Linked DNA regions of Sus scrofa: region 2 is linked to region 1. The links are chromatin contacts, called in public Hi-C maps. All regions are on one chromosome and are shown on one strand. The core of a region is the stretch at or near the end of the contact, and the rest is flanking DNA. Distances in the headings are between cores, read along the strand shown. Region 1 overlaps PDGFRL (platelet-derived growth factor receptor-like protein). Region 2 overlaps MTUS1 (microtubule-associated tumor suppressor 1).

Region 1 (6,189 bases), core at 3,387-5,886:
CCACTTCGCCATGAAGGGAACTCCAGGATCTCATTTCTGAGACCAGGGATTGAACCTTAGGCCACAGTGGTGAAAGCGCCAAGTCCATTAGTTTAGGGGGTTGGTAATGATAGGCCACCAGGGAACTCCTTCTGTGTCTTTATCTGGCCTTTTCCTCTGGGTGTGGGTCTCTTATAAGAACACCAGCACATTGTATCCTAATGACCTCATCTAAACTTGATTATGTCTACAGATATCCTATTTCCAGATAAGGTTACATTCATGATACCAGAGGTTAGGACATCAATGCATCTTTTGGGGACACAGTTCAACCTACACAATAGGGTAGGGGGATGGAGAGGGCTGCGGTGGGCAGTGTGAGCGTGGTTTCGATAGGAGAGTCAGAGACCAGCCTGGAGGGAGGAAGCAAGTGCTGCTTGTCAGAACAAAGAGCCATGTGAGCCAAGGGCACCAGTTTCAAGGTGTCATGGTGGCCAGTGTGGCTGAGGGAGCATGAGGTGTGAGATGAGATTGCAACACCTTGCAGGGCATGGGAAGACTTAGGGCTTTGTTCTAAATTAGATGAAAGTCATGGGAGGGTTTGGAGCAGAGGCTCAGCCCATGGTTTGACTTATATTTGCAAAGGTAGGAGTGCTCAGGTGGAAGCCAGGAGCCTGAGGAGGGGGCTGTTTGAAAAGTCCGGGTGAAAGTGGCTTGGTCCTGGGTGGTTGAAGTAGATGTAGGAAGAAGAGCTTGGGGGCGGGAGTCTATTTTGAAGGTGAAGCGAAAGGATTTGCTGCCAAAGTGGACATGGCTTTGGAAAGAAAGAAGAAACTCATGTGACTCAGAGGGTTTTTTTTTTGTCTTGTTTTTGTTTTTCTGAGCCACAGGATGAATAGAGTTGCCGTTTACTGATGATTGGACACTGAAGAAGGAGCCGATTTGAAAGGGCATTTAGAGTTCAGTGTGGATACGTCCAATTTGAGATGCCAATTTGCCTTCCAAGTGGCAGTGCTGAGTAAGCGATAGAATATTCAGATCTGGAGTTGAGAGGCCAAGTCAGGACAGGAGAAAGGTAGCTCTCAGTGTATAAATGCTGTTAGTGCCAAGGGGGCTGGTGAAGCCACTTAGGGATTGAGTGTCATTAGAGATTGAGAGGAAGGGGTTTCATCCCTTTGGATCAGGCAGGGAAGGAAGATGAGGAAGGCTGCCAAACAGACTGAGTAGGAGTTGTTAGTGGAAAATCAAGACAGTGCCATGTCCTGGGATTCAAGTGAATGAAGTGTTTCAAGAGAGTGGGCATTTTGCAATATATACAATAATGGCTTTGTGATGTTGCACACCTGAAACTAACATGCCACTTGAGCTGTCAATGACATCTCAATTAAAAAAAAATCAAGATGAACTGTGTTCCAATGGATGTGCTAAAAAAAAAAAAATGTTTCAATTTAAGGTCTCTATCCTGAGATGGAAGTGTGTAATTCTTAGAAGTTGCTCTTTCAAGAAAATGAGACTTTAAGCAGTGGTAGGGAGAGTATTTTGGAGTGGGGTTCTGGAAGGGAGTAGGGAAAAGAAAGACTCTCATTGTTCTGCATTTTCATCTCCCTACTGTCGTTGCTTTTGCGATATCTCAGATTTGTTCTTGGAGAAATGGATATTCCTATGGGGTGTTTTATGAGGAGTGAAAAAAAAAGAATGAGGTGTGCCTCTATTTATATAACTGGTTAGGGGAACCCATCAGCTACTCAGCATATTTATAGAGTGGAGGTTTTGATGCTGTTCCTGGGTCAGATCTCCCCCTTTGACTGCCCATAGGGAGAAAAATCGAACAGCTGTAGGCCTTGGTTGCTAATGGCTGTGTTTACATGGAGTCCTGGTCTAAGCAGCTGTCAGTGATTCTTCTAATGAATTTTTCTCCTCCAACATAATCTGATAGAATGTGAGAGGTTGGAGTTCCCTTCGTGGTGCAGCAGAAACACACCTGACTAGCATCCATAAGGATGCGGGTTTGATCCCTGGCCTCTCTCAGTCGGTTGAGGGATCCATTGCTGTGAGCTATGGTGTAGGTTGCAGACATGGCTCAGATCCCACTGTTGCTGTGGCTGTGGTGTAGGCCAGCAGTGTGGCTCTGATTGGACCCCTAGCCTGGGAACCTCCATATGCTGCAGGTGTGGCCCTAAAAAGCAAAAAATAAATAAATAAAAAATTAAAAAAAATAAAAGAATGTGAAAGGTTCATAATCAGGTCACCTTTCTTGAATAAGGTTTGATTGCAATCAATCCTCAGTTGCTGCTAAAGCATTACAGTCCTTTGCCCTGCGTACTTCTGGCTGTGTAGTATTTAGTCATTCGTTTTGGAGACTGGCGTCTCCGGCTGGAGATGCTTTGGAAAAGCATCTCCAGCCCTTCCAGGAGGGTTGCCCTCATTTTGGGCATAAAGTTCTGTTTGACTTGGAACTTCTTGACAAAGCCTGCCCCCACCCCCAACAAAGAAACCACTCAGACAATGGTGCCGTGCATGAGATTCTTGCAAATAAAATGAAACGCTAATCTCAAGTGAGTTGAAAGCAACAGCATGAATCAGAGAATACTCTAGATCTGGTTTTTTCACTGCGTTTTTAGTAACCTGGGTGGAGCTATTTCCTTTTTTTTTTTTTTTTTTTTTTTTTTTTTTGGTCTTTTGTCCTTTTAGGGCTGCACTCATGGCATATGGAGGTTCCCAGGCTAGGGGGCAAATCAGAGCTACAGCTGCCAGCCTATGCCACAGCTCACAGCAATGCCAGATCCTTAACCCACTGAGTGAGGCCAGGGATCAAACTCACAACCTCATGATTCCTAGTCAGGTTCATTTCCACTGCACCCCAACAAGAGCTCCCAATTCTCTTTTCACCTGTAAGTTAAGCAGATTAATGAGCTGGCTTGCCTCCTTCAATTATCATGGACATCGCCGTGAGACATAAGGCAACAATACAACAACAAACAGACCTTGCTAGCACTTGCTTGTTCTGGGTCAGACACAAGTCTCAGCATTTTAAACACAATAATTCCTTAAATCCCCACAACAATCCATGGGCTAGTCATTGTTATCGTGTAATTCTCAATTTATGGATAAGGGAACTAAGAGAGAGGTAAGTAATTTCCCAAGGTCATTGCTGACTTATCATTCAGGACCTGAAGTCCAAAATTACATCTAATAGTTTGTAAAATTTACCCCCTATAAATATGGGGTAAAATTAAAATTTTGTTTCATAACCTCAAAATGCAGTGGTAACAGACCTTCGCTTTTATATATATACAATATAAATTCTTTTTTTTTTTCTTTTTTAGGCCTTTGGGAAATGATTTACTTAGGCTAAAGAGTCACATTCTTTTAAAAAGTTAGACATAAAGAGTTCCTGTTGTGCGTCAGCGGGTTAAGAACCATGCATAATGTTTGTGAGGATTCAAGTTCAATCCCTGGCCTCAATCAGTGGGTTAAAGATCTGGCATTGTCATGAGCTGTGGTGTAGGTCACAGACTTGCCTTGGATCCAGCATTGCTCTGGTATAGGCTGGCAGCTGCAGCTTGGATGTGACACTTAGCCTGGGAATTTCCTTAAGCTGCAGATGCAGCCCCAAAAAGAAAAAAAAAAAAGATGTGGCATTTGGCAGTTGCTTAGTCCTAAGACTTGTTCCTGGGGCTGCTGGTCTGGCTTCTCCAACTTAGTGTCATTACTGTCAAACCATGGGCCAATTCCTCAGTCAGGCAGCAGGACCAGCTGCTATATTCTTAGACCGACTAATGGGCCTGTTTGGTCAAAAGGTCAAATAATTTTTTTAGGGATAATAGCACATACTTGAAGGCACAATATCCAGATTAAGTGAATATTCCTGAGTAGCATCGCCACCCAGGCTCTGAGAGCCATCATCCAGGCCAGGGGCATGGGTTTCCCAGATTCCAGAGGATTTACAAACACTTGTTTTCATTTCCCTAACTTGAAGTCCTATTACATGATCAAGAAAACACCCAATCAGACACCAGTCCAGAGGTCCATGGTCTCATAGGCATGGTATGACTGAAATGCATGCAGGGTACAGATGACCTGGACAGCATAATGGTAGGCTTTTATTTTCTGCCTTAAGAATAAAACTGGTGACATTTACTCTATTGCCATTCTGAGATTATGCTTCACAATTGATGTTGCTGGGTTAGTATGTTTCTGTGGGTCTAATGTGTTGGCTGGGATTGCAGTGCTTCTCCTTCTCGAAGTTGTGGAAATATGTGCATGAGTGCATTGCCCACCCCATTGGTCATTAGAATCCTGGTGTATTTACCCCAAATATTCACAGCCTGGGGAGATCTTGACAAACAGTAGATTTAACAGCAGCTCTTGGGGACCTGCCTTGGAGACTAGGGCTCAAGGACACAGCTCTGGTCCCTGGCAGGACTGAGAAAACTCAGGTGGGCCCATGACCCAGAGTTACCAGAGTAGAGGAAGGCTGGGAAATCAGATGAGAGTCAGACCCAGGAAATGGACAGGTCACAGTGGAACTGGTGTTGGGGAAGGGATGGCAGGGCTCAGGGACAAAGGCAATGAGCCACGGAGTGGATGCTGACACTAAGCTCACAGTGGGATGGGTTCCAGAGCCTCAGCCAGGCTGAACCCAGAGTACGGGCCAAATGGCTCCTATTTCTAAGAGCAAAGGGCAACACACTAAAAAAGCCAAGCTCACCATTACACAGCTGGGTCCATGGCAGTTGAGTTTTGGGTACCAATGATAAGTGTGTGGCTCCATGAAACATTCACAAGCTTCACAAACATTCACACCCATGTAACCAGCCCAGAACAAGACCGAGCGGGCCTGGCAATCCCTCTCCTGTCTCTTTGGGATCCAAGGAAAACCACCACCTGACTCCTAGCCTCAGGGATTCTGACCCGAGGATTCTAAAAAATCCAAGTTTATGTTATTTATAAATCGGGAAACCTGCATTCCTGCCGTCCTTTGAGAAATTGGATCCTGTAACCCTGGGCACTCAATCCCTCAAGGTAGCTGCTCCTTGGAAAGGGTGTGGCCTCTCCATGACCGCTGGCTCACCTCATTTTTGTCCCCTGCCTGGCCTGCTGGTTAAGCACTTGCAATACTTGCCTTTTTCCATTTCCCCATCCTAGTTTCAGTGTCTTTGTTCTCTTGACCACGTCGAGCCCTTTACATGCCAAGCTTATGCTATATAAATATGAGCATCAAAGAGGGACAATTTTTTTTCCCGATTTATCACATTTCCCCATTTTGTACAAATGCCCTGTAATTCCCTTCACTGACCGATATTTATATTGTTATCTGTTCAAAATATCTACTGGCTGTTTATCTGCATGTACTAAAATGGACATCAGGAGAAGTGAGTTTTTCTCCCACATTCTGCCACTAACCATCTTTGCACAATTTATTTAACATGTGAGGCTTCCTTTATTACTTATAAAATCTATAGCATGAGGACTTTAAGTGGTCTCTCAGGATCCTGTAACTCTGGATATTCTGTAATTCTGTGGGCTTCTATCCAGGTCGCCTTGGAGCAGAGAGTGGGGCAAATGAATGGCCTAGTCCTTTCATCCTCGCTGGGTGGACACAGCACACGGCCATGCAGGCCAGGTGGTCAGTTAAGATTCCTGGAACTCAGAGGCTTCTCAAGGCTGGACAGCGATGTCTGTAGCGAAGGGAAAAGCAGCAGTATGAAAATGGACTTGAAGGTGGTCAATTCTTATTTTTCCACTATGTGGCAGCAATTCTCAACAGTGTTGGTGATAAGATCCTCCTCCCCCAGCACCTTTTGTTGGCTAAGTTCTAAACCATTGCTACAGTTACCACTGAGTTGTAATAATGTCTATGGTGGTTTTTTGTTTTTTTTTTTTTTTTTTTTTTTTTTGTCTTTTAGGGCCACATATGGAAGTTCCCAGGCTAGGGGTTGAATCAGAGCTACAGCTGCCAGCCTACAGCACAGCCACAGCCACACGAGATCTGAGCCACATCTGTGACCTACACCACAGCTCATGGCAATGCCGGATCCTTAACCCACTGAGTGAGGCCAGGGATCAAACCTGCATCCTCATGGATATGAGTTGGGTTCTTAACCCACTGAGTCACAATGGGAATGTATTCTATGTATTTTTTTAAATGAGCACAGGGTTTGCACGTATTTCTTACTAAGCCTTGAATGGATGGTGTCAGCCCTGATG
Region 2 (6,301 bases), core at 3,397-5,896, 100 kb after region 1:
TAACTGCAGCTAAAAGCAGTTCTACTCGACAGTCTGAAAAAATGAATACCAAACATAAAAACATAATTTGATGACTTTTATTCAAATTATTAACAAACGTATTCACATTTCTGACTCTCTCTTACCGAATATCTAGTCAAAATGGTTCTTTATGAAGTGCAGCTTCCAGCAAATGTAAATATTTTGTTCTATTAGGAATACTTCTGCCTTTCCTCAAAATATGTGTATACACACCCCTTCTCTTTGCTATGGTAATTGCTTTTGATCTTAACTAGATCAGCAAAAAGAACTCTTAGTTCAATGAACTGCCTTCAGTCCATGAGAGTATTACTGTGAGGTTCAAAACAGCACTTTTCACAATAATTGCTACAAGCAGAAATTAATACAAGTAGAAAACCTGAATTCTAATAAAACTGGTGGCAAGGGCTATGGCTAGGCAGAAGATTCTCTTCCCTGCACTGACTCATCAAATCGAAATTAATAGGGAGTTCCTGTCGGGGCTTGGCAGTTAATGAACCCGACTAGAATCCATGAGGACACAGGTTCGATCCCTGGCCTTGCTCAGTGGGTTAAGGATCTAGCGTTGTTGTAAGCTGTTGTGTAGGTCGCAGGCACGGCTCAGATCCTATGTTGCTGTGGCTCTGGCGTAGGCTGGTGGCTACAGCTCCAATTGGACCCCTAGCCTGGGAACCTCCATATGCCGTGGGTACAGTCCTAAAAAGACAAAAAAAGAATACTTGAAGTTAATAGGTTGAGGTAAAATTCTGAATGCTTTGGCAAGTCAGGGAAATCACTCCTGGACTTCTTAGAAGATGTAAGCATATCCTAGAGGCTGAGATCTTCATGTCAGACATCCTGCAACAGTGCCCAAAGCCCTCGACACTTTTGCTCCCTCTCCTCGCCCCCTTTACAGAGGAACTTACACCTTGGACCGGAGAGGCCCACGCTGTCAATAGGTGGCACTCAGGAACAACATACCACCCTGCACATCGTGCCCTGGTCAGGGCTCGGTCAAAGGGCCAGATCGTCTGAGTCCCTGTAACCACCAAGCTTTTGCTGGCACCTCTCTCTCCTTATGCTATGCTCAAATATTAAAATTCATTTCCTTGAAGAAGCTGAGGCCCACGTTTTCATCATGTGCTGTTTTCTCTGCCTGGGGCACTTTTTGTTTCTTGGTCGATTCCTCATGTCCTGGGATCACAGCTTACATGGCACTTCTTGAAGATCTGGGTACAGTTAGCCTCACCTGCTACGAGCTGCCTGGGTACCCAGTCCATGTCCTACCATCTGTCTGTCTCCCTGTTCCGCTGTGGGCCGTTTGAAGGCAGAGGGCCACAAGCAACGGAGTCCTGGCTCTCTTTTCAGCATCTAGCATTGTACCGGCCGCACAGTTTAGGTCTACTAAATATATATTTATGAAATGAATGAATGAAACCTGCAGTGTGAAAGATAGCTTGGAAGGAGGGGAAAAGCTGGGAGCAAAGACCAAAAATATAAAATCCTTCAAAGTATTAGATTGAGTGATGTGAAACTATCAATGTGTGACCACTTTTTACTTCTCAGAAGATCCATTTCAAATGTTTTAGCCAGTAATAAAGCCTGAACTATAGCAGGCAGAGGGTCAAAACAAATATTGCAAAGCACACTCTTAAGATTCTTACAATCAACTGGTCGTGGCTAAATGAGGAAGAAAAACGATTCAAAAATGACTGAGGTATTATGACAGAATGCAGGGCAAACAACAGTGCTGTGAAGAGCGAGCAAATCAGAAATAGTTAATGAGTTTGGGAAATAAGGAAAGAATTAAAGAAAAGGAATTTTCAAGTGTCAGTAACATATCCAGGATTTTAAAAACCTATAGCCAGAAAATTAACAGAATTTGAGGTTGAAGCGTCCTCAGAAGTCCTGTCTCCGATTCCTTGGTTTTGCAGCTCTCTTGGGTTAGGATCAAGGTCATTCACTAGCAGAACCAAGGCTACAACCCTGGGCTCTTAGAATCCAGGCCAACACCACTTCTTTCATTAAGAATACAACACGAGGAGTTCCCGTCGTGGCGCAGTGGTTAACGAATCCGACTAGGAACCATGAGGTTTCAGGTTCGATCCCTGCCCTTACTCAGTGGGTTAAGGATCCGGCGTTGCCGTGAGCTGTGGTGTAGGTCGCAGACGAGGCTCGGATCCCGCGTTGCTGTGGCTCTGGCTTAGGCTGGCAGCTACAGCTCTGATTAGACCCCTAGCCTGGGAACCTCCATATGCTGCAGGAGTGGCCTAAGAAATGGCAAAAAGACAAAATAAATAAATAAATAAATAAATGCAGCTGACTTCAATATCCATTTTATTGGGAGAGTTTTCAGACCTTCAAGTTATGTAATATGGATAAGCTTACCAAAGAGTCTTAGCAGGGTAAGTAGAATTGTATTCTTTACATAATTTTAAAATGCTTCCCACACACAAAACTTTTTTTTTTTTTTTTTTTTTGGCTGCACCCTTGGCATGCAGAAGTTCCCAGGCCAGGGATCAAACCCTTGCCACAACAGCAACAATGCCAGATCTTTAACCCACTGAGCCACAAGGGAACTCCAGAAACTTTTTTTTTTTAAATCACTGCTATTCATTACATCTAACAAAAATATAGAAAAATGCACAGCCAGGAAAATCTACACACCAAAAATTCTTAACAGAGATTCCAGGTTTTAGTCCCATCTCTACTGCTGGGTATGTGCCCTCAGGCAACTTAATGCACTTCTTTGGGTATCTCTGACTTTCTGGTATAAAATCAGGTAAACTAGATCAACTCTAGGGATACTCTGGCTATAAAAGTTATGACAGCAATCAAGATGTGCCCAAAATATCGATATTAGTCAAACTCCGATAATAAAAGCCATGTGTCTTTTGCTTAAGCTGCCCTGGTAGGCTGTCTGCTTCACAAAAATGCTACAAACAACCTGCTGAGAGAAGACTGGTTAACTGAATCATGGCTCAGCCAACAACGGGTTGTTATATGATACTAAAGAGAATGTGGGAGAGAAACATAGTAACATGAAATCTGAGCTATATGAACCTAAAAAAGTCGAGAAAAGGAGAGAGCAGACTTGTGGTTGCCGAGGGGGAGGGGGAGCAAGTGGGGTGGACTGGGAATTTGGGGTTAGTAGATAAAAGTTATTACGTTTAGAATGGATAAGCAATGAGGTCCTGCTGTATAGCACAGAGAACTATATCCAGTTACCTGTGACAGAACATGATGGAACGTAATTATGAGAAAAGAATGTATATGTATGCAGATCGACTATAATAAAAAAATTTTTAAGTACACTAAAGAAGCCTATATATGGTATTCTTCCATTTCTATAAAACAAAAAGGGATATGAAAAAAAATCTACATAGGTTTACACAGGACCAGAAAATTACTATCAAGATAAACAAGCACCCATGAGAGTGGCTGCCTCTGTGGGGAGGCTGGGTCCTGGGTAAGAAAGAGGCTCCCTTGGAGTGGCACAACCTCCCTACTGTTTGCTCTCCTTTTTAACCTGGAGCGTGGACTGTTTAAGTTAAAACTAAGTGCCATTACATTTGAGTAATTTAAAATAAAAAAAAAAAAGGTGCCATTGGGAGCTATTTTAGATTACACAAATTATTGCAAATACAAGGGCACTCTTATTTTTATTTTCTTCACCTTTTTATTCTTTAAGGTTGAAAAATGACAGTGGCACTTAGGCTGAAAAGCAGAGCCACTGTCTGCCTCTTCACTCTCTCCATTTCCCCTCAGCCATCAGCGACAGAGCAGGGAGAAGGCTGGCTGACTCCAGGGACAGGTCAAGGGGAGTTATGAAACACAGAGAAGAGATGCTGGAAAAAAAATGAGATTTACCCCCTAGGGAGGAGAGATGCCTCTGGGAAAATGGAAAGCAGTCAGCTAAAAAAAAAAAAAAAAAAAAAATTACTAGGGACAGAGAGGGAAAAGAAGACATGGAAGGGCCAGCTTGCATGTGAAACAAGAACACATCTATTTACAAACTCAAACGACCTTATCACAGTGACCGGGAACCAGCCCCCATCCAATGTAGCCACGCTCCAGTTTTCACAGCATAAAATCACCTTAACTTAGCATAGGTGCAATGGTATCTAAACACGAAGTAGCAATGGGAGATAAATGCATCCCCTGAAAGTAAGCACACAGGTTTCCATGAGCCTAAAATATACGCTGTGCTTATTTTCATCTCGAGCACAGAAAATAAAAAGCAGATACAAAAATAAACAGAGGCAGTTTTTATGATTATAAATATTTTCACCATGAAGTGTGGAAAACTTCACTTGTGGTTCATTTACTACCTTTCCCCAAACTCGAATTTGTTAGTTCAGAAATAGTGACAGAAATCTTTTAGCATACCAGATGAGCCTATCACATTCTCAGGGAGAAACTGAATAATGAAAAACTATAGAAACCCTGTCATTTCATCTCCTTCTCTAAAGGAGTCTTCTTAATTTACCTGTGTCCTATTCCAAAATCATGTGAAGTAAAATGTAATTTAACAGGTGTTAATTTTTCCAGATTCAGTTGGTGTCAGAAAGAAGAGCTGGGGAGCAGCCACGCAACAGTTCTGCTTTCAGCAAACAAACCAAGCACACCATCAGCTTGCAGACAGTCAAAGTATCGTACACTATGTGTTGAGACAAAAGAGAGAACTGCTTGTTTTTTACAAATTATGCCTCGTTCTCTCCTTAGAGCTTTCTCCTCCCAGTTATCTATCCCCTTAGAAAATTTCCGATAAACACCTGCAAATTAATCAAGATGTCCCCCATACAACAGTTAACAGAGACCTGGGCAAGACAAACCTGTGTGGAAAATGACAGTGCTTTTCCTAAACCCTGAAGGAAATGAAGATTTCGAAGCAGTCCTTTGGCTGTCAGCCGTACGTGAATGGTGGACAAGGAGAATTTGGGGGACAGCAACATGTCTTCAGAGCAGGTGCAAGGATTTCACAGCAGAATCAGCTTCCATGGACTCTCACATACTGTCTTTTTAAACCCAGCACTCTTCTCTGAGGCCAAGAAAGACAGAGAGAGGAAACGCGCCTACATGGCAAATGTCATCCCAGTGCACACACACACAGGAGACCAAAAAAAAAAAACCCAAAAAAACCCAGGGCTATCCAAGTGTTTCTGGCTTCTGTTTCCAGTCCCAGATGTTGCCAAAACAATGTTCTTCCTCTGAATAAAATCTCCTCTTAGCAGACCCAGCAGCCAGCAGCCTCTGAATTACATCACTGAACATGCTCATGGGTTGTTATGGTTTTCATCAGAGATGGTGAAGGGGAGGAGAAAGTGGGTGGTCTTAGGAGCTTTATATAACAACCAATAATGTCACGGATTCTGTAACGACTTGGAGGATCCTTAAGGAGAAATAACTACTTCAAGTGTCTATTTATTTAGAAATTAATTTAAAAAATTAAGACTTCTTTAATCTGTGTTCAGAGTTTTTAAAATGGTAATTATATTAACACTAGTAATACTGGGCATGTTTTCAGATATTTTACATGTAAACCTACATATAAACCTGATACCTGAGACAAAAAAATGTTAATGGCTTCAAGCCATAAATGTTCCCAATTACAATTTTCAATAAAATGTCTAGTGTAACACCTGGAACTAACAGTATTGTAGGTTAATTATACTTCAAAAAAAATCTTTTTCCTACAATATATTAATGATAGATTCATAAAAGGTTAAAGCTCAAATTTAACACTATTATTCTAAGGGCCACACTAATAACTAATGATAAAGCCTTGATACAACTTCTCCAACAGACATAATTTAATAGTTCCAGAGGAATAAAAATTAGTCAGAGAGGCAGTATTCTAAGGATGCTACTTACTGCATGACTAACAGCATTTAAAGGAAAATCAGGTAACCTCTCAAGATAGTAATGTTTTGAGACGAGGTACACCAGGAAAGTATGATTAGTGTTTATCTTTTATTGAGCTCTATTAAATGTTTGAGTCCTTTGTAAAAGTATATCAAAATAAGATGACAAAAACTAAAAGAAGCTGAAGAAAAATGCACCGGCAAAATACTCACGTAAGTAGAACTAAACTATTAGACCAATTATATAGCCCAAATTCTTAATATTTTTTAATTTTAAAAAGTACAAGAAAGTGGGAGTTCCCGTCACGGCTCAGTGGTTAACGAATCGACTAGGAACCATGAGGTTGTGGGTTAGATCCCTGGCCTTGCTCAGTGCGTTAAGGACCCGGTGTTGCTGTGAGCTGTGGTGTAGGTTGCAGATGCAGCTAGGATCTGGTGTT

The links. A called contact is a pair of places that touch in the nucleus more often than the background predicts.
Region 2: a Hi-C map of skeletal muscle shows a contact between it and region 1, with 5 times the contacts expected there. The contact joins two enhancer-like sites. A contact is called at or near these places in 2 of 5 promoter capture datasets (both in liver), 23 of 47 Hi-C or Micro-C datasets (adipose tissue, alveolar macrophages, brain and 14 more) and 1 of 2 datasets of contacts at active chromatin or transcription factors (skeletal muscle).

What each region holds. Positions count from the first base shown.
Region 1 is chr17:5,281,060-5,287,248 of Sscrofa11.1, forward strand. The region is part of intron 1 of PDGFRL (platelet-derived growth factor receptor-like protein); the gene reads left to right. Among named protein-coding and RNA genes, the nearest start is that of PDGFRL, 5.3 kb to the left of the region's middle. Within about 2 kb of position 4,637, at least 1 of the 83 cell types and tissues checked has an H3K27ac peak or open chromatin away from gene starts, as enhancers often do. A contact at or near this core is called in skeletal muscle, where this site is marked.
Region 2 is chr17:5,381,890-5,388,190 of Sscrofa11.1, forward strand. The region is part of intron 5 of MTUS1 (microtubule-associated tumor suppressor 1); the gene reads right to left. Among named protein-coding and RNA genes, the nearest start is that of PDGFRL, 110 kb to the left of the region's middle. Within about 2 kb of position 4,647, at least 23 of the 83 cell types and tissues checked have an H3K27ac peak or open chromatin away from gene starts, as enhancers often do. A contact at or near this core is called in skeletal muscle, where this site is marked.